Regions from separate parts of the Mus musculus genome. Here region 2 is linked to region 1. A link is a contact called in public HiChIP or PLAC-seq data. All regions are on one chromosome and are shown on one strand. Each heading gives the region's core, a stretch centred on a gene start, on an enhancer-like site or on the middle of the called end of the contact. The rest is flanking DNA. Distances are from core to core; before and after follow the strand shown. Region 1 overlaps Tox (thymocyte selection-associated high mobility group box). Region 2 has its middle 150 kb from the start of Car8.

What was found. HiChIP or PLAC-seq counts read pairs in DNA pulled down with a chosen protein or histone mark.
Region 2: a RAD21 HiChIP or PLAC-seq map of pro-B cells shows a contact between it and region 1, with 46 times the contacts expected there. The contact joins two enhancer-like sites. A contact is called at or near these places in 2 of 15 datasets of contacts at CTCF or cohesin (large pre-B cells and pro-B cells), 3 of 484 Hi-C or Micro-C datasets (the Ba/F3 cell line, the N1E-115 cell line and Th1 cells) and 4 of 115 datasets of contacts at active chromatin or transcription factors (DN3 thymocytes, T-cell acute lymphoblastic leukemia, acute myeloid leukemia and 1 more).

Annotation. Positions count from the first base shown.
Region 1 is chr4:6,900,400-6,903,572 of GRCm38.p6, forward strand. All of the region lies in intron 1 of Tox (thymocyte selection-associated high mobility group box), which reads right to left. Among named protein-coding and RNA genes, the nearest start is that of Tox, 89 kb to the right of the region's middle. Within about 2 kb of position 1,387, at least 45 of the 459 cell types and tissues checked have an H3K27ac peak or open chromatin away from gene starts, as enhancers often do. A contact at or near this core is called in the Ba/F3 cell line, the N1E-115 cell line, T-cell acute lymphoblastic leukemia and 1 more, where this site is marked.
Region 2 is chr4:8,082,878-8,086,399 of GRCm38.p6, forward strand. No RefSeq gene overlaps it. Among named protein-coding and RNA genes, the nearest start is that of Car8, 150 kb to the right of the region's middle. Within about 2 kb of position 2,269, at least 35 of the 459 cell types and tissues checked have an H3K27ac peak or open chromatin away from gene starts, as enhancers often do. A contact at or near this core is called in the Ba/F3 cell line, the N1E-115 cell line, T-cell acute lymphoblastic leukemia and 1 more, where this site is marked.

The DNA.
Region 1 (3,173 bases), core at 137-2,636:
GACCCAAATAATAGATTCATTTATAGAAATCCATATTTACAAGATTTCTTTTCTTTTTAGCAGAAATTAGTCAATAGATTGGTATTTTCTTCTTTAAATATATTGTTTCTTATAATTAATATCCACATGTCTACTGTGTGCAGTGAATTATTCTGGGTGCTAAGACATACAACAATGTAAAAGTAAGCATTATCCAATTATGCTAGTTAAAGCACTAATGACAGGATTGGATTTTTGTTTTATTTGGTTTTCAATAACCAGGAGAAAATAAACCATCTACCTTACAAAATGTCTTTATTTGCGTAACTTCTCTCCCAAACAAAAATAATCTATTTCTTAAAAATATCAATTTAATTTTCCCCATTTAAAAACATGACTTGTGAGTCCAGGCAAATACAATTAGCACATGCATTTTATTAAATATATTCAAGTGTCAAATGCCTATTTATGGAAAGACCACTAATGATAACTTAGGCTCAACTAAAAATGAATGTCAATAAATGGTTCTATAAGCACTTACGCTCATAATAGATGCAATAGCATCTCTGAATAAATATTAACATGTAAAACTGCTATTTATCATGTCAACGCAATCAATAGAGACCATATTTCTGGACTAGGAATGCATCAGTAATCTTTCTGCATTTGCCCGAAATCACAAAGCAAAAATGCAAGCACTGTCACAAGACATTTATTGTATTCAATTGGATCCAAACTGGTTGCTGTGGAAAAGGCAATTTAAGCTCGTGCAACAAAATAGTCTATGTATATATGAATAAATTATTTTTACTATGATTCCTTTCTATTTTCTTTACCTGCCTAAGATGCAGATTTTCAATAAGAGACTCCTACAGCTTAGTAGAGTGTGAGTCTGGTAGACTTCTGAGTCACTCTCCCACTCAAATCATTAGCTGCCCCCTCGATTATCATGAAGGATAATACACTGTTGAGGGTGTCTATATTGCTTCTTTACTGTTCACAGCTACAATCACCTCCATGAGAAAGGCAGACTTCTTTCCTTTAAGAGTCCATTTTTCTTTTTACCTCTGGGAGGCGTGATACCTCCATCAGGCTGCTGGGGACCAGCACCTTTCCACTACAGTCACTGCTTTCTGCAGTAGTTGCAATGAACATCTGCTGCTATCACACTGAGGCGGTTAGAGACTCATACTACTGTGTTTGGAAATAAATGAATTTGGAAAGGCCATGTCCATGCACACTGTACTTTGATCTCACTCCTCCTTCACTTCCCCTTCTTCTCTCTCCTTCTCCATCTCTCTTTGTCTCTCTATCTCTCTCTGTCTTAATATCTCTCTCTCCCTCCCTTCTCCCTCCCTCTCTCTCTTCAGCTTGCATACTACCCTAAGAAATTTGCCTTTCTTTGTCTTTCTCCAGTGTCTCTCAAAACACCAACACACTGTCCCTGGCACCATATCATCCCCTAGAGGGAGACAGGCATAACAAGTGAGCTTTGCTGCTTAATTGTAAAGCTTTGAGGTCACTTTAAAACTAGTATTTAATGACTTGCTCTCCTTTGCTAAGGGTGCCCTTGAGATAATTTTCATAGAGGCATGCTGTTATTAAACACCTGTTAGATGCTAGATTTCTCAGAAGAATGAGACACACTCTTTATAACTTAAGTAAACGAAATAAACAAGAACAATGGTATTAAATGCCTGATGGACATTATAATAGGACATGCTTCTTACACTGGTTTTAAACTGTAATTTACCAGGTCATATTATTCTGAATATTATATTACAAATTCGGAGCAGGTGTTTAAAGCTATTTTCCTACTTGATTAGATGTTAACTCATTCTCTCTGCATAACTGAAGCTTTGCTTCAGATCTTCTGATAACAGAAACGGAAGCTGGGAAACCACAGCTCAATAATAAGGTGAATGGAAAAAGAGTTGGTTTCCGTCTCTCGCAACTGCTTTCCTTCATGTGTTCCACTCAAAAAGAAAAAGAGAGAGTGTGCGTTCTCGATTGTACCAACAACCATGGCATAAAGGCTAAGCACACCTGACTGCTTTGCACTCCCTAGTGGCATAAAAGCTTCAGTTTCGAAAGGTTTTCAAGTAATCTAAATTTTTAAAAATTTTCTCTAAGACCATAAGTTGCAAGTCAAGACTGTGTGAACTCATAACGCCACGTAGTCCGTTGAAATTGTTCTAACAACTAACATGGTGATGTTCCAAGGAAAACTGCAGTTGTCAGATGTCCTTGAATGGCAGCCTCACATGCTCCTCAGAGAAGCTGAGTCAGTTTCATGGACAAGGGTCTAAGTGAAGAGAAAACATCTGAAGCACCTGCATAGGAAGGCAGGGCAGGCGTTGGAAGGATCTCCCTTTCTGCCCTTACCCTTGACCTTAACCCTTGGGTTCGGTGACGCAGAAGAGCCCTCACATTTCACTCTAGGATAAAGAATATTCTAGAATAACAACTTTCAAGGTGGGCTGCGCTGTGGATAAAACATCCTTGGACAGACTCAAGATGCTGGGCCTGTGAGGTCATGCTGAGGTAAATGGCATGAGCATTTTTGCTGAAAGATTTTCCAGGCTTCCTGAGTGACACCGAAAGGTCCAGATGCACACAAACCACTTGCTGGCCTCCCCTCCATGCTGCCCTGGACTGTAGGGAGAGCTAACTCTGACTATGGGCAGACACTGAGTTTTCACACTGTGGACACAAAAGAATCTGCTTTGGAAATTTTTAAAATAATGTGCTCATAATTAATATCATTCTCGTTAAATGGGGCATTGAATTACAGGGTAGTCAATAATCCTACTGTAACCACTCAGGACCAAAAACAAATGTAATTTTATTCCTTTTTACACCACTGAGCATTTTTTAAAGAAACAGATCATCCTGTGTAGTTTGTGCAGGATTGATTCAACTAGATATTGTAACCTATCAACGACTCCTGAGACTTCTGTTTATAATTTTTACTTAGGTAAATCCTGATTAATTTTCTCAGCAGGATGCATTCTTTGCCTACATGAATAGTAAGCTCTCATTCACTTCTCTCAGTGATATGAATTTGGACCATAAGCTTTTTCACATCGAAAGGTCTATAAAATATCGCTGCTGTATTATTTTCAGAGTTCTGCATTTCCAACCTGCCTGGTCAAGAGATTTGTTAGTCTTCAGCACTGAATCTGAATTATTAG
Region 2 (3,522 bases), core at 1,019-3,518, 1.2 Mb after region 1:
GCTTGCAATTTATCAGTCATATTTATAACACTAAGTCTTCAACCCCCAAAATGCCCACACAATGAACTCAAAACTCAATTGATATAGATACAAGCTACAGATATATATATATAGATATATATATATATATGATGTGTATATGTGATGTACATATATCAGACAACTATCTCAGTATAACTGCCTCCTGTCTCCCTTATTCTCTGTGCTGCTCCCTTCAGTAGCATCCTTTTCCTCTCATCTTCTCAGAGTTGGGAAGATTCTATTCTGTCAGATCTTTCTCTGATGTGTCACTTTGTCTGCCCAATTAGACATCACTTGGTTCACATGAATGCTTCCTTCTACAAACTAACGTTACCATCACTGTTTGAGATTAAAGGTGTGTGCCACCACACCTAGCCCTAAGCATTTCTTTACCTGAAACTTGCTCTATACCAGGCTGGCCTTGATCTCAGAGATCTGCTTGCCTCTTTTTCCTGGGACTAAAGGTGTGTCTGTATTCCACCTGGATCACACAGACTTAGAAGGTTTTTAGATGTGATCTCTTGCCAGGGCAACCATGTCCCCTCTCTTAAAAAGGGAGTTCTTTTTTATCTAGGGCATGAGTGCAAGAGCACATACACACACACACACACACACACACACATACAAATACACACAAATAATGAATTTAAATGAATACATTAATAAATGAGAGCCTAATAAAAATAAATATATTAATCACAATTAACTATTATCCACGATGTAGAAACAACCTAAATAGCCATTTGAAAGATAAATGAATAGAGGATGTGTTAAATAAATACACAGTGGAAATTATCCTTTTGTTGTTGTTTGTGTATGTGTGTGTGTGTATGTGTTACACTTGTGTACATAAACATGTGAATGTAGCTGGACTCATCCATGAATACACATGTGCAGGGCATAGTCCAATGTTTGTGTCTTCCTTTACTATTCTCTGATTTTTTTTTTTTTAAGGTAGGATCTCTTCTAAGCAAAGCCATGGAATGTTGCTCACGGGGGGGGGGGGGGGGGCACCTCTTCTCCCATTCAACTGTAGATGGCTCCCATCTCTCCTAGCTCGACACTTGGCATTTGGGAGCAGATGGAGCTCTCAGGTTTGCCTTGGCTAGGCTGGATGCCCCCACCCCCTTACTAAAGTTACAGGTGTGAAGGATGCACATCTTGCCTGCTCATCAAGTAATTCACCCACTGAGCCATCTCCCCACCCCTCACCCCATCTCAAAAGGAGGTTTGCAAAAGGTGAAATGAACAAACCTTGAGGACTCTGTGACTCAGGGAAATAAGCCAATCACAGGAAGGCAGACACTGCACGCTGCCCCTCTATGTGAAGTATGTAAGATAATCAAACCTAGAAAGACATCTCATAACAAAGGGCTAATTGCAAAGGGATAGAGAGTAGCCTTCCTCCTTCTTTAACTGGAAGCAGAAAGTGCTATTTCAAATGGGTATCCACACAAAAGGATGTGCTCTTAAATGTAAAAGCATGCAAAGAAACACACAGACATGCACACAAGTGCTTTGCCTTTAATGTATTTTTTAAATATGTTGCATGTTTTCATGTGTCCTTGTAGCAGACAAAAAGAATGTAATTAGTATAATTAGGTAAACTGATAGTAAGTTGACTCTTTTTCACTTTAAAACTATGTTCTTATTTTTAAATTTATTTTAATTTTATGTTTTCTTCTCTTTCAACCCTTCCTAGATCCTGCCCACCCACTCACTTTTATATGACCCTTGCTTCTATCTCTCCTAGATTGACACTTGGCATTTGTAGCCCACCTTCCTATATTACAGCAGTTCTAAGTTTCTTACGAAGGACAGGTGTCCTTTCTATCTTTTGGGTAGAGTTTTATTGGGGAGATTTGTACAAAGCATATATCCAATTGCCATTTTCCTTAAGGAACACTAAATTAAAATGTCCTTTAAACACCTCCCCTTTTTTAGTATTACCATAAATCTTACAGTAATAATTATAGACCTATGTTTTAAATCTACCAGCCAAAATGGCTGCTTTGCAGAAACTGAACAAGAATGGTCTTGTGATTAGCCAGCCACGGTGCAGTCAAGGTCTGAAGCTGAGAAGTCCTCGCGAAATCTCTTTACCTGCTTCAGTCTCTTAGGCTGAAGGTGGTGATGCTAGAGCTTAAGGTTGGCCTAGAGATTTCTCTGACCTCTGAGCTGCTCTGCTTGCTCTGTGGGACGGATCGGCTTCGCAAAGCTATGCGAAGAACATCCTCTGGTGGCCACTGCCGGTATTGCCAATGTCCCTGACAGGCCAGCTTCCCTCCACAGGAAGCTTTGCCAGCAGCAAAGGCATAGAAAGCTGCCCACAAGACTGGCCGCTGGTTTCCCTAGACTCTAGATCTTCCCACAGAGCTTCTCGCTTCTATTTTCTCGCTACAGATGCAAATCTGAGACATAAAGCAGATCTGCTTTAGAAAGGCAAGGGCTCACAGGAGATGCCTCCTCTCAAACTTTAGTGGGGTCTCGGATTGCTTAGCGTTGACAGTTTCTATAAAGCAGGCTGATTGAAACAATGCCCGGTTTTGAAACTGCAGGGCCAGCTGTTTTCCTGGTTGCTGTAGTCTTCAGTGCCTTTCTGTAAAACCGCAAACCACACAGAAACACTTTTGGATGTCTTATTTTCGGGGGATAGAGGCCTATCGTTAAATTATGGGGACCATCAGAAAGCTACAGTTTGCTTTCTGGGATGGGAGGGCAAAAGTGTTGGTTACAAATTAATTAAGGCTTTGTGACAATCAAACCTGTGAATTGAATTAAAGGTGACTCAGTATTCATTCATACCAGTGAGAGGAGCTGTTGAAAGCAGGCCTCTCCCACAGGCCACATGTTCTTTGTGTTTTATTACACATCACAGAATGAATTAAAACTAATGAGGCTGGCTTCTGTCGCTAATTTCTTTAATGATTGTGATTAATGTAAAGTTTAAAGGAGGCAGCATATGAATATCTGTTGAATGTTATGTTAATGACAATATTTTAAGGTCACCTGGCTTCCAGAGATATCAGCCACAGGAATTATGACTTGGCATAATTCCTTTAGGGTATAAGGAAGGTGAACATGAACCATGCTTTCTGGATTTGTGAACTACAACATTAAAATTAAGACCACAACAGCTAGAATGCAGCAATGCTATAATAGCAAGGTGCAGAAGTATCCCGTACCTTGATTGGAACAATATCGATAAATGACATTTTGTCTAAGACAATACCTACACTACAATGCCACGTACCCTTTTAACTAGTTGATGGAATGTTCAATTGCAAGGAAACAAAAGCCAAGTTGTCTCCATGACGCATACAACAATATATGCTAGAGCATAGTGAAGCCCCCAATGCTAGAGGAAGACAGAAGAGCCCTGCAGGAAAAGTCAAGAAGATGTACTGACAGTGCCCAGGCCTGCGTGTATCACTACCCACACCCAAGACGGCTGGAGAGAGAGGATGCAGTGAAGTCTCTGGCTCTCCTCTCTGCTTGCAG